Linked DNA regions of Capra hircus: region 1 is linked to region 2. A link is a contact called in public Hi-C data. All regions are on one chromosome and are shown on one strand. The core of a region is the stretch at or near the end of the contact, and the rest is flanking DNA. Distances in the headings are between cores, read along the strand shown.

The links. Hi-C and Micro-C count contacts between places; a contact is called where the count stands out from the background.
Region 1: a contact with region 2 is called in a Hi-C map of blood, with 4 times the contacts expected there. The contact joins two enhancer-like sites. A contact is called at or near these places in 4 of 5 Hi-C or Micro-C datasets (blood and liver).

Annotation. Positions count from the first base shown.
Region 1 is chr7:56,767,582-56,772,027 of ARS1.2, reverse strand. No RefSeq gene overlaps it. Among named protein-coding and RNA genes, the nearest start is that of FGF1, 18 kb to the left of the region's middle. Within about 2 kb of position 1,672, at least 3 of the 5 cell types and tissues checked have an H3K27ac peak or open chromatin away from gene starts, as enhancers often do.
Region 2 is chr7:56,574,438-56,579,084 of ARS1.2, reverse strand. ARHGAP26 (rho GTPase-activating protein 26) reads left to right here. Exons shown (of 22, transcript XM_018050208.1): 5 at 3,396-3,497. Among named protein-coding and RNA genes, the nearest start is that of ARHGAP26, 140 kb to the left of the region's middle. Within about 2 kb of position 1,319, at least 4 of the 5 cell types and tissues checked have an H3K27ac peak or open chromatin away from gene starts, as enhancers often do.

The DNA of each region.
Region 1 (4,446 bases), core at 423-2,922, 190 kb before region 2:
GGAAAGATTGAGGGCAGGAGGAGAAGGGGACAACAGAGGATGAGATGGTTGGATGGCATCACCAACTCAATGGACATGAGTGTGAGCAAGCTCTGGGAGTTAGTGATGGACAGGGAGGCCTGGGGTGCTCCAGTCCATGGGGTTGCAAACAGTCAGACACAACTGAGTGACTGAACTGAACTGGCCAAAGTGTTGGAGCTTCAGCTTCAGCATCAGTCCTTCCAGTGAATTTTCAGGGTTAATTTCCTTTAAGATTGACTGGTTTGATCCCTTGCTGTCCAGGAACTCTCAAGAGTCTTCTCCAGCACCACAGTTTGAAAGCATCAATTCTTTGTTGCTCAGCCTTCTTTATCTTCTGATTCTCACATAGAGGATATGAAAATTAGTTTGTTTTTTCTGTTTTACTGTGACTTCTATAAAATGTAAAATTATATATATGGCTTTTATTTGTGACTTGCTTTCTACTGCTATGGAACTGTGCTGGTTGGTTCAGCCACACACTCCCCTGTCCCAGCCAGATCTAACTGGTATTAACCATGACCTTGGACAAGTTATTTAATCCATGGAAGCTCCATTTTCCTCATTAGTAAGAAAGTGTTTGTAGGAGTTAAAGAGGGTAATTAAAAAGCATTAGTAGAGTGCCTTGCCTAGAGTAGGTAGTCAACGAATGTAAGCCGTTATTTTTTGTTGTTAGTTAAACCCATAGAACTGAAAATTTACTGTAGGTCAGTAGCATCTTGTATTAAAGGCAGTACTATGGGACACTGTCACAGTCTATCAAGTGAGAGAGGAAATCTACCCACCTTTTAGAGCAGTGGTTCTCAGGCGCTAATGCCTGAGAGGGGTGCTACTGGCATCTAGTGGGTAGAGGACAGGGATGGATGTTGCTAAACATCCTACAACTTACAGAATAGCTCCCACCCCCCAAAACACATACACAGAAAATTATCAGGTCAGAATATGAGTAGGGCCCAAGGTGAGAAGCCCTAAATTAGAAGCTTTGGGTTGCTTGCAACTTACACTGATTGATGGTCAGGTTCTAGCGTATGTATGATGTAAAGAGAAACTACAAGTGCCATCCAGTTGCCTGCCTCCCAGCCAGCAAGCAGCATCGTCATCCAGGAAGTTATTAGAAATGCAGATTCTCAGGCTCCATCTCAGTCCTGCTGAATCAGAATCCCTGGAGGTGGAGCCCAAAAATCTATGGTTTAACAAGCCCTCCAGCAGATGCTGAGATGCTAATATACTATAAAGGCTGAGAAGCCTGCTCAGCTGACATTTTCCTGGTTACCATTTCCTGCACATCCCAGGCCTGAGCAGCAGGTGGCAGCAAAGCCTATAAGGATGTTGTAATTCCTGCAAGAAACTTGTGCTTTTGCCAAATCTGTTGGTAAGAGTTGGGCGCCGAAGTGTTTTCACACTAGATCACAGTTAATAATGCCAGCTTTCTCATTTCAGGGAAGTCAGAGGGGAAATGGTTCATAGTCATCCTAAGGTCCCTTCTTAGTCACATAGTGCTTCCAGGGCTTTGAAATTGTCCAGTTCTAACGTCTGTTACAAAGGCATCTTCTCCAACAGAGAATTTAGTGAGTAATCCGGTTTGGACTGTTCTCCTAAAATACTTCTCACCCTGTAAAATCCCAAAGCCAAGAGAATAAATCATTTCTGCTGTCCTCAGACAACTTTGTGCCAAGCATTCAACTCATCACCCATCTGAAAGGACCGTTGGCCCTTCCTCATGGACCAGATCTAGTGAATGATGAGCATCTCAAGTTTCCAGGGATCTTTTGTCTGACAGAAAAAAAACTAAATTTGTTCAACAACCTTTGTTAAGGGTAAAAGTGAGCAAATTTCAGTTCAGGTAATTTTCCATTTGTGCCACAAGGGGGCACCCTCCACACCGTCGTAGGCATTTATGGTCTGGATGAAGGCCCTGAAAACGGAAGACTGAGTGACCTGCTCGGCAGGGAAGAGTGGAGCAGGGAGCAGTTACTTTTCTTCCATCAAGTAGCTGAATGATGTGGCTTCAGAATTAGACTTCAGTCCTGGACTCTGGGCTTCCCTGGTGTCTCAGACAGTAAAGAATCTGCCTGCAATGCTGGAGACCTGAGTTTGATCCCTGCGTTGGGAAAATGCTCTGGAGAAGGGAGTGGCTACCCACTCCAGTACCCTCGCCTGGAGAATTCCGTGAACAGAGTAGCCGAGCCGGCTACAGTTCATGGGGTCGCAAAGAGTCAGATGAGACTTAACGACTAACACCACACAACCTTGGACTGTAGAGCCAGGTTTCTCAAAAGTGTGATCCTTGGTCCAACTACCTGGGAAGTAGTTGGAAAAGCAAACTCTTGGCCCCATCTCAGATAGCTGTATCCGACGCCTTGGCGGCGGGGCAGCCGTTTCTTTTAATAAGCAGCCCCCCCTCCCCCAAGGTGATTGCTCTGCAGGGTCTAGCTTGAGCACCACTGCCCTCCAGTCCAAAGCATCTCCCTGGTTATTGGCTGGGAGGCAAAACCACCTTGCTATCTGATCTCATCACATTTCTGCCAGGAAGTGGAATCTAAGAGCCCACCTTCTTGATGCCCAACATCTTCTTCAGGTCACTTGCCTGAGAACACCTGAGGATACTGAGGTCTGTCACTGTGCATGAACCTGTGGAATCTCTGGCTCTGGGAGATACAAAGGAGTGCTAAGTTGGACGTCTGTCCTCATGGAGCATCCACTCTTCCTGTAGAAGATAGGATGGCCACAGAAAACCAAAGACCGAGGGAGTCCCGAAGGGTGCGGTTCTGGCTACAGGGGGAAGCCGCATGGAAGCTCCCTATACGCCAAGTTCCCTTCCTGACCTTGGGCTTCCATTCTTTCCCAATGCTGCTGCAGCCCCTCCCTTTCTCCTTTCTGTGCAACTGACCCCGCCGGGTTAGCCCTGATTTTCTCTTCCTTTTCCCCTAACCTCTCACAGCTCTTGTCTTATTTATCCCACCCCATTCTGGTTTTGTTTAAACTCACAAAAGTTCAGGGCCAGGTCCAGCAGGGGTGGGGACCCCAGGGGGGCAGGGGGAAAGGAGAGAACAGAGTGGACAAAGGCAGGTTTCCTTTGGGGTAAAGCCCAAGAACCTCTGACTGCACTGGAATCCTGGTTGCTCCTGCCCATCACACCATGCAAGTCTGGGGGAATTGAGAGCACCCCAGGCTGCAGAGTGTGGGAGAAGTGGCTGTACCTGAGCTTAGCTTTGGCAGGTGAGCAGAAGGGAGGGAGGGGCCATGCCAGCCCCATAGCAGGGAGGAGCTGAGGTGTGATGGGGAGTCATGAGAAGTAAGACCGGATGGGTCTCCAAATTGAGAAGATGACAAAGTTTGACTTTGATGATGGAGGTACTAGAGAGCTATACTAGATTTTTGAACAGAGGAGAACTGTGCATAATAATAAACTGTATTGGTATTGAGAAGGTATCATACATGACAGGGGGTGCAAACTCAAATACCTATAATGTGAAGCAGGCCAAGTAAGAAGCAGTGGGCATGGAAGGTACTGGGGAAGCTAGAGAGCTGATGCCTGCCAAAATGAGCAGTTAGTATACAAATCCAGACAATTACTGCCATGGAGAGATAGAAGCCCATAGTAGCCAACTCTTCTAGTTTCTCAAGAGAAGTCAGAACTCTGGATTTTTTCCTTAATATGAAGTTCCTTCAGTATTAAATATGACTAATTAAAAATGTAAAAATCTGGGCCTCTGGTTGGCCAGTTCTCACATGCATTTTTGGGTCTGACCTGGGGGTTTGTACCATAGTCTCAAAATACTATACTGTTTCTTCCTCCCTCAGTCTTTTGTTATCAAATCCATCCATTATGAACAAAAAATAAATACAACATTCATCTATAAGTGAGACTATCTCATTGATCCCCCCACAATCCTGTAAGATGAGTTAGTCCCACTTATGGATGGGACTCGGCCTCAGAGAGGTACAGTCACTGGCTCTGCATCACATAGTTACCAAGTTGGGAGCCAGGATTCAAATTCAGGTGGTCAGATTCCTGAGTCATGCATTTATCCCATGTGTTATGGCCCTTCCTGTATAGTTCTGTTAGCATATTTTTGTTCTGTTTTTCTCTCTTCCAAGCATGAGTGATATTCATGAGGTTATATTTACCATCTTGTATTAAAATACCAGTTCTGCTCTTTCTATTGCTCATACCCTTGGTATATAAAGCGTGTGAGTCAGTTCTGGTCAGTTCGACAGACGTTTATTGGAAACCAATCATGTGCCATGTAGGGAGTTGGACACCAGTCCAACTTCATGAAGTCATTTTAATAGGGGATTCTGAAAAATAGAAGTGCCACCTGTCATGGGATATTGTGTTGGGATAAAGTCATCTCCAGTATGCAGCGAGATCACACTGTAGGGTTGTGAGTATGGGGAAGAGGTGGGTCAGGAGTGTCTTCCTGA
Region 2 (4,647 bases), core at 70-2,569:
CCATCCTCCTCCCCACTCTGGTGCCAGTTCAGTTGCTATAACAACCTGTTGCTACTCGAAGAAGCAAAAGTTAGAGTGCTGGGGGCGGTGGCAGGGAGTGAAGGCTATGAATGAGGAGCATTCTTGAGCTAATATGGTGCTTTGGAGGTAGGGAAGATCCTATGGGCTTGGCTTAGCCATGGCCTTATTTTAGATACCTGAGTTTGGGGGAATTGATTCTTCTTACAGCCAAAGCTGGGTTCTCCAGTGAAACTACAGTAGACGTCAGAGAGGGTGGTTCAGAGTGGGGCTGCTCGAGTCCAAATCCCATTTGTGCTGTTCACATATAAACATGGGGCGATTACTGACCTTCTTTTTCCTAAACTGAGAAATGGGGATCATGGTAGTGCTCACCTTACAGAGTTATTATGAGGAAGAAATCAGCGAACCCCTATACAGTGCTCAGAATGCTGTCATAAGGTCATTTGGTATTAGCTGTTCTGTTCCATACACGCAGTTCATTCATAAGATACGATGGAAGCCTGCTGCGTGCCTGGCACTGTGCTCCACATTGCTGTTTGGTGGAGAATAAATGCAGATGTAGTTGCCTTGCTTGTGGCATGCAGGGAGGAAGGCCCTGTACAGAATGGTATAAATAAGCATATGATCTCGCACATGGCGGTGGGTGCTGTGAAGGGTTTCCTTCCTGGGGTGTGGGACATGGAAAGCGAGTGGTGTTTTGATAGAAGGAGGTAGGTTTAGATGCTGGACCTCATCGTCACTGCCGCTACCCCGGCTGCCGCCACCACCGTCAGCACGGAATTCTGTCAAGCTCTTTCCATGTGCCAGGTGCTCTACCAAGCACTGGATACGGCTAATCTCATTTAGTCCTGACAGTCCTACCATGGGGTGGGTGTTCTTAATGCTTTTTATGTTAGTCTCTGAGCTGAAAGGGAAAACTGGAGGCATTATCTGATTTAGTCATCCTGAATTTATAGATCAGGAAATTGAGTCCTGGAGGGACAGAGGTTTGTATGGAGTTGGGAATCATTACCAGGATCCTAACTCTGTCTTGGATCCATTTTGCCAACTACTGTGTACCCTCTGGAAGTCAGTGAATACCACCTTGGTACCTGAGTGGCTGAGTCTTACTACCTTCCTGTCTAAAGAACATTATCTCTGTCTTAGTGGAGTTATGCCCCCAGAGATCTTGTTTCTGTTTTCTCAGGACAGGAACCGCTTCCTGTTCCCTTAAGCTCTGGCTGTCCTCTTGAGCATGGAATGTGGAGGCTCAAGTTGCCAGAAAGTTACAGAATGTCAATGACTCATGTTCCCAGGCCTCTTCTCACCTCTGGTCAGCTGGACTGTGCTGGCACAGGGTTGTCTTTTGGGGGTTGCTGACAAGGCTGGTGAAAGGGCTGTATGAGTATTAAGCAGAGTTGGAACCGCAGCTCCAAGTCACTAGATTTCTGTGAAGGAAAAGCATTGAGTCAAGTGTCTTGCCTATACCTTTCCTGTTTGAAGGATTAATGTGTCCTCTGGCTTTGTCTCCACTTGCTTTTACATGTTTTTTCATGTATGTAAGACTTTCAAACAAAATTCAGATTTGTAGAAATGGACACATGCCAGCTCAAATGGGTAATGATGATTCTGCCCATTTTGTGAGGCTTAGAGTCTTGGTGTTGACCCGATGAATGATGTTCTGATGCCACGGGTGCTTGTCGGCGCTTCAGGTGATGGTCTCTTGGTGTCTCCGTGACGCTTAGGCTCTGGGTGTTCTGCCAGCTGCATGTATCAGTCCCCTCCCGCTCACTAGGTGAGCAGCACTTTGATAACACTTCCCCTCCCCAGGGAGGCCTCTCCAGAACACTTGTCTGCAAGAATCTTTGGGGCTGCACCCTGTTCCCTTCATGGACCTGTGGCAGTCTGAAATCGTGCTGTTTGTTTTCTGGTTAATTGTGTTTCTCCTTCTGCTTGAACACCCCCACCATGAGGGTGGGGCCTTTTCTGCCTTATATTTCCAGTGCCTGAAGGATCTTTACATAGAGTGTTTGCTCATTACATCATCATTAAATGAAGAGGGGCCTCAGCTTCCTTATCTGGCCACAACTTTTTTTCTCCTCTTATAAGCCTTGGAGTTGCAGAAAAATATCTCCTGTGGAATCCCCAAAAGTCAAAAGCAGGAGTGATGTACCCAGTTAGTGCATTTGATCCTGTTTATCAGGCCATGGTGGACCTTCCTCCAGCCCCCTTGCCTGCCATCCCCACTGAAATGTGGAGGGGAGAGAAACCACCTACGACAGTATGTCCAGGTGTGGGCTTAGAAGCAGCTTGTCTTGGGCTCAGACTCCAGCTCTTGTCACTCTCTGGAACTTTTTACAGAAGTTAACCTCCTGCATCTAAGTTTTCTTATCTGTAAAATAGGGAATAGAAACTCAGTGACTTTGGGAGAGCAGGGATTATTACTTGTAATATAATGTTTACATACATATATTTTTTATTTTGAAAGCAATCATATAGGATAATAGACATCTCCCTAATGGAGGAAAACATCACTCATTATGCCATTTCCTATCTCAGGTATTTTCACTGAAGTGCCTTCCCACCTAATGTTTGTCTGCAGGTAGACACATCCTTTGTAGGATGCAACAAGTTTGTATCATGCTGTCACTACTTTTCATTACGTTGTGAGCATCCTTCCATATGATAGCTAGCCTTCTAAGTTATGTGTATTGAGTACCTCATATTTTAATTATCCCAAATTCTGTTCTTAGGCAGCAATGTTACTCTTTCTTTTTTTTTTTGGTTATTATAAATGCTGTTGCAGTGAACACATCTGGGAAGATAACATCTTCTTTGTTTTGAATGATTCCTTACCTTGAAGATCCATATGTGATATTATTGCATCAAGGATGTTTAGGTCTCCAAATTAAACAGTGCTTTTTGAACATGGTTAAAGCTTGATCTACCATTAGTTGAGACTTGTCCCCTTTAAGGTGTATGTAGACCTTCCTGTTTGGGGATTAGCTTTACAGATAACTTTCCTTCTTCCTTTGGCTTTGAACATCCTTGTGAGTTATAAACTAGAAATTTCTATCTTACAACTGAAGTTTTTAGAAGGTGGAGTCCTGACTCTGGCACTGTGAAATACTGGTGTCTACCTCGTTTCTGGTATTGCAGTGGCTCCTCTATGGTAGACCCTCAGAGCGGTCAGGATATTGATGTGTGGTTGTTTGGTTTTGTGGGCATTATTGGAAGAGCAGGAGCTGGGTGGTCTGCCACATTTCTGGGTCTAAGGGAATGATTAACCCGTGAAGATGAACAGGAAGAGTCTGACCCTGGGTTGCTTTCATTCCTGGAACATCTTATTTTTCTTTTTTCTTTCTCTTTTCCTCTTTTTTTTTTTTTTTTGCCAGGAGGCCAAAAAGAAGTATGACAAGGAGACAGAGAAGTATTGTGGCATTTTAGAAAAACACTTGAATTTGTCTTCCAAGAAGAAAGAGTCTCAGCTTCAGGAGGTAAGAGACTTTACTAGTGTCCTGAATAAAGTGTTTTAATGTTTCCATGGTACTGTGGATATGTGCTGGTTACTCTTTGCTGGAACATCCTAGGGTTGGCAGCGACCTCAGAAGCCAGGAGCTTCATTCTCATCCCTCCTTCCATGCTTGCTGCCCACGTGGCCTTTGTCCCTTCTCAAACTGCAGCTCACACTGTGTGCTGTCCATCCTGTCCATGGCAAGGAACATGCAGCTGGTCAAAATCACCCTAATCACTAGACTGTGCTTCCTCCTTTCAAACTGAGATCTGTTTTCCTGTTTCTCTCACCCTTGACTTTTGATTCTGTATGCCCTTACCTTGCCTTTTGACTTTCTCCTTACATCACTGATTTGAAATGTTAGTATCTGAAACCCTTTGGTCATCCTTCCTTAATGTGAAATGAAAAAAAAAAAAAAAATCCAACCGCTACTTGACATTTTTTTTTCTTTTAAGCAGTATTTTATTGTCTCTCATATATTTTGTGCAGAGGTTACCTTGTTTAAAAAAGTAAATTCTTTGATCAGCCCCTGTTTGTTTGTTTTTGCATAAAGTCTTTTTAAAGAGTGGTTGACTTGGAAAGAAAAGTTGGCTTTGTGAACTTGGAGCTGTGACCATTTTTATTTGGTTCATGGAGATTTTCAGGGTGATGGGGTATATGTTTTGGAGAGACAGGGCAGTTTGCTAGTGTAACTCCATGCTTGGCTACATGAATATCCTCTTCACTCTTAAAAATTTGCTTGAACTGTCTCAGGTGTATGCTAAAAGAGACCCTGTGGCTCCTGAGCGAGCCTGCATTCTTCAGTTTCCTTTCTTTAAGAGCAAATTCCATGCCAGTACTTCTGTTCACATGAAGGTGATGGGGTTAAAGGCTGAAAGATCAGGATTAGTCAGGAGATGGTAGAGGCCACTCCCCTCCCCACTGGGATTTGTTTCATATCCCAGTTAGGAGGTAGTGTGCTTAGAACTCTTTGCTTTGAAGTGAGTGTTTGAATGAGTGAGTAAATAGTTGTTCTAGCACCTACTGGTATTGGGAGGTGCACATGTATGACATCCCCAGAGTGAGACAGCTTCTCCTCCCAGTCTGTTCTCTCCACGCTTGGATCCTGATGAGTTGGTCTGGGACAAGTCCCA